Linked DNA regions of Capra hircus: region 1 is linked to region 2. A link is a contact called in public Hi-C data. All regions are on one chromosome and are shown on one strand. Each heading gives the region's core, a stretch centred on a gene start, on an enhancer-like site or on the middle of the called end of the contact. The rest is flanking DNA. Distances are from core to core; before and after follow the strand shown.

What was found. Hi-C and Micro-C count contacts between places; a contact is called where the count stands out from the background.
Region 1: a Hi-C map of blood shows a contact between it and region 2, with 3 times the contacts expected there. The contact joins two enhancer-like sites. A contact is called at or near these places in 2 of 5 Hi-C or Micro-C datasets (blood and liver).

Annotation. Positions count from the first base shown.
Region 1 is chr28:15,880,847-15,885,343 of ARS1.2, reverse strand. All of the region lies in intron 2 of CAMK2G (calcium/calmodulin-dependent protein kinase type II subunit gamma), which reads right to left. Among named protein-coding and RNA genes, the nearest start is that of CAMK2G, 7.7 kb to the right of the region's middle. Within about 2 kb of position 2,908, at least 2 of the 5 cell types and tissues checked have an H3K27ac peak or open chromatin away from gene starts, as enhancers often do.
Region 2 is chr28:15,792,778-15,797,427 of ARS1.2, reverse strand. No RefSeq gene overlaps it. Among named protein-coding and RNA genes, the nearest start is that of VCL, 38 kb to the right of the region's middle. Within about 2 kb of position 3,242, at least 4 of the 5 cell types and tissues checked have an H3K27ac peak or open chromatin away from gene starts, as enhancers often do.

The sequences.
Region 1 (4,497 bases), core at 1,659-4,158, 88 kb before region 2:
AATAGAACAGACAACAGTCCCCACCCTCAGCAAGCTGATACGCTAGTGGAGCTTGGTCGGGGGACAGACCGTAAGAACTGGATGGCATGTTAGATGTCACGGCAAGTGCAATAAAGAAAAATAAAGCAGGGCAGTGGGAGAGTGCACCCTTAAACTGCATGGTCAAGGACAGCCTCGGCATGGAGTGACATGTGATGGAACGGAGGTGACAGTGAGCCAGGTACACAGCTTGGGAAAAAGTTTCCTCACTTCTAAAATGAAGGCAGGGATGTCTGTGGCTTAAACGACGTATTTGAGTAAATGCTCCGCACAGTGCCTGGCACTCAGGGAGAGCCTCCTTTCCAAGGGTCCAGCAGTAAGACAGATGAGGTCTCCCAGGCTGGGCTTGTGCCCACGGCCATCACCAGAGACACGAGAGAGCTGGACCCACTCTCCATCAGCCTGGGCATTCACGGGGTCTTGGAACACTAACCAAGCCCTTCACCTGGCTCCATCACAGCCTTCCATTTGGGTGGGGCCCACTGGTGTCTGCAGCCTGCAGGGGAAGGCTACCAGCAGGGTAACCTCCGAGAGAGGACAGCCCAGTTAAAGCCACTGTCTGTGGGAGCCCTGGTCGTCCTCGGCCCCAGCCTTATGGGCTGTGGCGCCCTGCCATCCTGAAACAATGCTCAATGAGCCGTGTGGTTCCTGCCTACCACGCTCTCCCTGCTCCTGAGGAGGATCCTCGCTCAGCCGGCCAGCACCCCAACCTCTGTCTCCCATCCCTTTCCCCCTCACTCCCTGTCCTGTTCTCCACTGTGTGTCTGGGAAGAAGCACAGGGCTCCGTACAAGCAGCAGCAATGTTTCAGGAACAAGTCAGGTTTGCAGAACATCTTTTCCAGCTGCAGGGTTTGTCCTATAAACTCAGCATGCTGTGCTGTGCTTAGTTGCTCAGTCTTGTCTGACTTTCTGACCCCATGGACTGCAGCCCACCAGGCTCCTCTGTCCACAGGGATTCTCCAGGCAAGAATACTAGAGTGGGTTGCCATGCCCTCCTCCAGGGGATTTTCCCAACACAGGGATCAAACCCGGGTCTCCCACATTGTAGGCAGATTCTTTATCAACTGAGCTATCAGGGAAGTCCGAAACTCAGCATCCCCAAGTCCCGAACGCTAAGGCCACTGACCTGGCCTGGTCCACAGTGGTAGGTCCAGGCCCTGGCTTGACATCCCAAGGTGCTAACACATCAGCAGTGCTCCCGTCACGAAGGCGGCCTTCTCCCTTGGGACACTCCTCCTTCCAGTGACCGCTGAGCTCTGTTGCAGACCTTCTTCAAGGCTGACCCTCTTCCCACCCACCTTTCGACTGGGCTCGTCCCCACCCCCTCACACGGCCCAGCCCCCCCTTCCTGTTTGACAACAGCCACTTCCCGCTTTTGCACAGGGCCACTTCCTGCCTGCCTGCGTGCTACTGCCATGGAGAGACCCACCCCTGCCGGCCTTCAGCCCAGCTCCAACCACAGCCCTCTGCAAGGATTTCCACCTCAAGAGCTAGATGGTAACAGGAGCAGAAAGCAGAAGCGGCCGTTACCAAGATCCCCTTCAGGCCTTCCTGATAGCACCCTCAGGTGAGGGCCAAGCCCTGGACACCAGGACCCCTTGCCTCCCCCGCCTTCTGCACAAGAGCTTAAGACTGTCAGGGCACCACAAAGGCTGAAAACCCTTGACGAGAAGGGCAGCAAAGGCGTGACCAGATGCAGAGCAGAGGAAGCAGACGGTGAGGAGACCTCGAAACACCTCTCCCCGCTCCAAACTCACTTTCCTGCCCCACCAGGATGGAGTGCAGGGAAAGCCAGCCAGGTTCTCCACAGCCCTACAGAGACACACTGGCTGATTCAGTGACGTCTCTAAAACCACAAATGCTAGCACGGACTTCAACTAAGATCCTGCTGACATCTAAACATACAGCCCACTGTAAGTGGGCAAAGACACAAAGCCCTGCTCTGGCTAGCGGGACCCTCCCTAGGTTCTGATCTCAATGACATCCTCAACTTTTCGGAGTTATTTTGAAGGTCTGTGCCTGTGGTCCCAACATGGATCAGGAAAAGCTTCCCACAGCCCACCCAGTTCAGATGCTCTGTGTGGGCGTCTCCTCTGGCTTCCCCCTTCTGGCCCTCTGAGGCATCGCTCGGAGGAGAAGAAACAAGGGCAGCGCAGGGATTTGGTGTCATAATCCACATTCCCCAGCTGCTTATAAACAGCCCCTGGCCTTGGGAATCCCAAGCTACAATCCCATTGACCTCACCCTGACATTGTGATGCCACAGCCCTTCCTCTCTGAATCTCACTCTAAAGGTGCAAAGTCCCCAATTAAGAGCAAAAGTCTGTGTATCACATAAGAGCAGGGGCCACAGCTTCTAATTCATATCCATACACCTGGGGACTAGCTGAGGGCTGTGAATACAGCCCAGTGGGGCATGAAAAGTCGCCATGTGAACCCCCAAGGCTCTGTCCTTTGAACTGGTGTCCTTTCCTTCTCTTCAGCCCTAAATCAAGCAGTTTGAACTGGGTGACACGAAGACCTGAGCCTTACTCTGGTCTCTGGATCTTAAGACAGAAGCTTTAACTAAGGAGGACAAGGAGAGAGGCTCCAAGAAGAGGCCCATAGTGAAAGTCTTCCCAAACCAGCTTGGACAGAGAAAATCCCCATGGGGTCACTAGCAAGCCCCAAGAAGGCAAGGCTCTGCCTCTGGACACTCTCAAGGCCAGAACAGGGTCAGCCACTGAGCTCTCCATGCCCCCAGCAGGGCTCTGGGTGCCTGCAGCCTTTGCCCACTGTTTTGGTGACATTTCCTTCATGGTAACCAGCCCCAAGTAAAACATCCCAGGAAGCAGCCCCTAAAAATAGCTCCTCCCAGGGCAGCAGCAAGCTGGGGGAGGGGAAAGAGAGGGAGGAGAGAAGAGGGGAGCAGATGGGAAGCTGCTGCTGATAGGGCCCAGGAAGTAGAGGTGGTGTTTGGGGGGGAAGTGGCTGGAAACATCCCTACCATACAGCAGTCTCTACCCACAGAGGTATGTTCAGATGAGAGCGAGACTTCGTCAGTGGAAGGGAGGGATCTGCTCCACTGGGCTCAGAGCTCTGGGTCTAGATGGAGAGGCATGGAGGTGATCTATCAGGATTTAGCACAGAAACAAAATATCCAGAATCTGTATTTTAAAGGGAAGAGCCAAAGGCTAAATGATGACCACACTGCTTAAAGATGCTGGGATCTGAGCACTGACAATATCACTGGCATGCCTACAGCTCACAACGAACAAACCGGTCTTTTGCGTTCTGGTTTCCCCACCGGCTGTAAGGGAGATCTGTCTGGCCCATTGACAGAAGACAAAGGGCTTCTGCCGAGAAGCACTCGAAAGGTGCAAAGTGCCCATCTCTTCCTGTCACCACCCTTTTGGCACCCATGGGATCAGGCCCTTGTCAGCCTGCCAAGGCTGTCCAGAGAGCAGCACGCTCAGAGATGGGGCAGGAGCTGGTCACACCCACTCCACCCCTTCTCTGCCTCCAGCCTCCGCAGAGAATGGGGTCAGCCACTCACCTCTAGGGTTTCAGCACAGCCTCAAAGCTTGGAGCACAGCTCCTGACCAGGGCCCAGAGCAAGCAGCAGGAAGCAAGCATGGGCTTCTCCTACAGGATGGGGCCCCTTCCAACCTGCATCACCACCCTATGATGCTAGCACCCAAAATCACTCTGGGAAGGGGCGGGTGGGCAGGACGGCAGGCCACTGTTGTAGGAGCTAAATGACACAGCTCACAGCATGGCTGGATGATGAAACCAACCCTTAGCACAAAGAAGGGGCCTCCAAGCTGTTTCCTCATCCAGCGGGGAGAGTCAGAGGAGCTCAGTCACCTCTACACAGGATGCTCACTTCTCTGTCCACAGAAACTGGTCTGTTTTATCCAAGGAAAAGCACCGTTTCGGATCTAACCTCCTCAAATGCTTCAAGTCCCAGAGTCCCGGTGCTCCAGTGCCGTATAGATCTCTCTTACTCCTGCCCCCCTTCACTGCTGCATCACCCTCCCCTCTCTTCATCCTTAACAGGGAAGTCTCACTTGGAGATACCACAGGGGACACAAATGTCATGGGGGCTACTCAGGCCAACACTAAGGGGGCGGAGACTTTCAGCTGGCACCACCCGGGGGGATCCTATTTCAGTCCCCAGGGCCAGCTGGACCAAGAAAGTTCAGTCCCCAGGGCCAGCTGGACCAAGAAAGGCACAGCCTTTGCCCTTCTGGTGGCCAACATGCCACAATTACAGCCACTCAGCTTGCCACAGCCTTGGATGTGAACTGACACCCCAATCTGGGGGCTCAGAAGAGGCCCCTAATCACAGAACAGCCCGCGTGCACAGATGGTCACAGAGCGGCAGAGACACCACCTGGAGAAGGCTGGGCCAAGGTGTGTCTGGTAAATATCAAAGAGCATGGCAAGAGCAACTGTCACGGCTGTCGCTTTTTAGAC
Region 2 (4,650 bases), core at 1,993-4,492:
AAAGAGGATATCTTGCATGAAAACACCTTTTATAAAAATCTAGAGAAGTCTAAGAGGCTATCTTGCTCATGAATATTAAATGGATCAGCATGGTGGAAACACAGGGGATATGGGGAGAAGACGGGTCAGAGAAAGACACCCTCAGAAAAATAAGAAGCCTTTGAAGAAATTGTGTGAGCTATAGAGCTGGCATTGTTGTCCCATTTAATAGTTGAGTAAACTGTGTCACAGAAATGACATGCCCAAGGCCACATTAGGGTAGGAGGCCAAGCTGCATCATAGTTCTAGGGCTTCCATGCTTCAGACTACAGGGCTTCCTGGGCCAGGTCCTATCCTTGAGAGCCTTCTGATGTTCTGGCTTGAACCACTCCAGTTTGTTAGCAAAGAAGAACAGGGCCGACCTCACAGTAGGGTCTGACCACAGTGGCCACACACTTGGCACATCCTTGTACCGGAAGCCATAGGAGAGCTTTCTAGAGGGATTTTCCTGGAAAAGGACACATGGACACTCAGTCTGGAAGCTGCTGGGTACCCCTTAGAAACGATGGAGGAGACAGCTTCCTGGAACCTAGCTGTCCTGGGGAGCCACTTTCCATTCTTGCTGCCAGCATGTAAGAAAGTGGTACTTAGGCCTCTTGTTCCCACGGAAGCCAGAGTCATGGATGTAGCAGTAGCTCAGATCCAGAGCTTGGTGATGCTGTGTAGGCTCTGGAATCAGAAACAGCTAATTCTCACATTCACTCTAATGGCAAAATGAAAAGACTGACAATTCCATGTGTTGACAAGAATGTGGAGCAACTAATGATTTGGCAGTTATTTAATAAAATTAAATACATTCCTACCTAAGAAAAATGTTCATGACAGTATTATTCAAAATGACCTAAAACTAGAAACAATGTAAATGTTCATCAACAAGTTGGTGGATAAATAAACTGAATGGTATATTCATAAAATCATATCCTATTCAGCAATAAAAAGGAAGAAACTGCTGATACAAATGATAATGTGGACAAACCCTAGACATACTATGTTGAGCAAAAGAAGCCAGATACAAGAGCATGATTTTATTCATATGAGTTCAAGAATAGACAAATCAAATCTATGAGAATAGAAGTCAGATTACTGGTTACTTGAAATTTATGGGGCATGGGTATTTGCTGGAAAGCGACATTAGGGAAAGTGTGAGAGGGATGAAAGTGTTTTAATCTTGATCTGGGCGGCAGCCGCATAGGTGTATGCATGTTAAGTGTATATAAGTGACAGTGTAATAAAGTATTCTGTGCATGTGTGTATGTGAGAAAGAGACAGATAGATGACAGAGACAGAGAGAGAAGGCTTGATTCTAGTTCCCAGTTCTACCACTGTGGCTTCTGGGCAAGTTAGCTAACACTTATGATTCCCTTGTCTCAACCATAACATGGGGATAACAATAGTACTTCTCACACAAGGTGGTTCTTACATTTTTATTTTACTGTGATTAGAGCACTTAATATGAGATCTACTCTCTTAAGAGATTTTTAGGTGTAAAGTATAATATAGTTATAGTCACAACACTATATAACAGATGTAGAACTTATTCATTTTGTATTCCTGAAGCTTTAAACCTATTGATTAGCAACTCTTCATTTCTCTCTCCCCCTTGGCAACCAATGTTCTGCTTTTGGCTTCTATGAATTTGACTATTTAAATTCCTTATATTAGTAAAATCATATAGTATTTGTCCTTCTGTAACTGACTTATTTCCTTTAGTATAATGCAGGGGTCCCCAACCCCCAAGGACCCTGGCCTGTGGCCAGTTAGGAACTGGGCCCCATAGCAGGAGGTGAGGTGAGTGGTGGATGAGAAAGTGAAGTTTCATCTGTACTTACAGTCACTCTGCATTGCTTGTCATGCCCACCCCCCATTACTGACTGAGCTCTGCCTCCTGTCAGACCAGTGGTGGCATTAGATTCTCATAGGAACACAATAAATGTAATGCACTTGAATCATCCCAAGACCAAACCCCTCCCCGCCCTTGGTCCATGGAAAAGTTGTCTTCCATGAGGTCAGCCCCTGGTACCAAAAAGGCTGGGTACCGCTGGTACAATGACCTCAAGGCTCCACCATGTTGTAGCATATTTTTAGGATTTCCTTTTTTTTAAGGCTTAATAATATTTCATTGTATATATATATATATATATATATACCACATATTCCTAATCCATTTATCCTTTAATAGACATTTAGATTGTTTCCACAACTTGACTGCTGTGAACAGTGTTGGGTGAGCATGGGAGTGCTAATATATCTTCAAGATACTGATTTTAATTCTTTTAGATAGCTACCCAGGAGTGGGATTGCTAGATCATACAGCAGTTCTCTTTTTAAATGTTGAGAAATTTTGACACTGCTTTCCATTAGTGGCTATACCATTTTGCATTACCACCAACAGTGTACAAAGGGTTAATTCCACATCCTTGCTAACTCTTCTTTGCTTAAGGTGGTTTTAAGAGTGGAATGAGATGATGCGCAAAACTCTCTTAGTCCAAGAGCCTGGAAAAAAACTAAGAGTTTGGCAAAAGTTATTCTCACTGTTGCTTCCTCATCCACCACTTACCCAACCAGGAACAGGCCCCTGAAGCCTCACCCGTCAAAAAACAGTTTCACCACTGTATTGTGTCAGATCCCCAGGCAGTGCTCCCAAGCCCTAATAACACTGAATGTTGTCATGCTCGCAGAACCCATGAGGCTCTAGTGACTAGAAAGATGCTTCATCGAGTTCTGAACAGGAAGCAGCAGTGGCAGCTGATAATCTGTGACCTGAATATAGCTATCCATTATCTCACTGTGGTTTCTTGTTTCCCTGACAGAGGAAACGCCTACGACTTTCTTGAAGTTATTCTAAACACTCAGTTCCCTGTTTAGCTCTGCCAGGATAAAGTTACCCCTGGGCACTCCTGCACTTTGAGCTGGGGACTCCCTTACAGGCTGTGGGTCTCAGCTCAGCCGTCAACCTATGGGGTAACTGTCCCCTCTACTTAGGAGGGTGGTGTCATGAGCAAACAGGGAAAGAGGCCAACAGTATCTATAGCCGTTGGAAGAGAAAACAAAACAAAGCAAGAAACCTTTACCACAACATCCCCTTTTTGTTCCTGTTTAAGAAACCAGCCAGGCAAAACCTCCATGCTGGGCGAGAGGCTGTCGCCAGTTTCTTCTGATCATCATTAGTTTCTGAGTTGCTCTTTGCCTCTAGTTGCTTCTCTCTGGTTCTGTTCTCCTCAGGGAAGCAAATCTGTCCTCTTGGTGAGTCCGCCCTCTGGGTAAGGAGTAAAGTGCAAGCCTAAGCTTCAGGCTTGAGCAGGAAAGCCCTGCTGACTCTTGTTCTTGTAGAATTTAGAGCCCAGGAGGCTCTTGGACAAACTGCAAAGGAGAGAAAGTTTGTCTTTGACTTCTCATTCCCTTGGCTCTCCTCTGACCAGCCTGTTCTTCACCAAAGCTTTTATGATACCAGTACTCACCATCTGGGGAATAATTCATTCTGAAGAATTAAGGATTTCAGGTGCACCCTCTCTCAGGAGTGCTTATGTTTTAAAAGAGAACTCAAGATAGTAATGCTTAAATCAAAGGACTACATCTCTGACATCTGGGGAGCTGTATTTGGCAGGAGGGGAAGGCCTTTGGGCTCTCTCTGGCCCCCTGGTGGCCATCACTTCTTGGTCAGTTCTCCAGATGGAGATGACACAGAATGACTAGTCTCAGAAGACTGTTTTTTTTCCTTAAGAGGAACAGGAAGGTAGAACTCCTGCAATCGGAACAAAATGGGGAAACTATAAAAGCAGGTGGCTTCAAAACACAGGGAAATGTGTTCAAAAGCTCCTCTCACAGGCCCAGAGTTTGTGCTCAGAGCTAGGAGGCCCCTAGGAAAGCTGGAGGAGTAAGTGGTTATTAACAGGTTCTGATAAAGAATCTGCCTGTAATATGGGGGACCCAGGTTTGATCCCTGGGTCAGGAAGATCCCCTGGAGAAGGACATGGCAACCCACTCCAGTATTTTTGCCTGGAGAATTCCACGGACAGAGGAGCCTAGTGGGCTACAGTCCATGGTTGCAAAGAGTAGGACATGACTGGACAACTAATGCTTTCAAGGGGTTCTGAGACGCAGTGGAAGCGACACCAGATTAGCAGGGACAAAAACAGCCTTCTCAAGGCCAGGCTGAGCCATCAGCTAGCCAAACCCTGAGCAATCCTTAACGTCTCTGGAGTTTGTTCTCTTCAGTTAAAATATTCCAGGCAAGAAGAACACACACTGAGATGTTGACAGAGGTCCTCCCTGGGTGTGGGATTACAGGTGGATTTAGTTTTTTTCTTAATGTCTGTATCAGCCAGTGTTTAGTCAGAGACACTACTAGGAATGTCATAGAATGAGTTTATTATAATGACTTGACATTTTGCAATTGTGGGAGCTGGTTAAACAACTTGTGTGTGACTGTAGAGTATGCTTCTGGTGCTGGGCTTGAAGTTAGGAGGGCAGGTGGTCAGGAAGAGTAGCTAGATGTGAACTGTGGGAGAGCAAAGGCAAAGCAAATTTGGAAAAAAAAATATATGGTGCTCACAAGGGTGAATTGGAAGCTCTGTCAATCTCTTACTGGGTCCTTTGTCATAGAGCTAAACA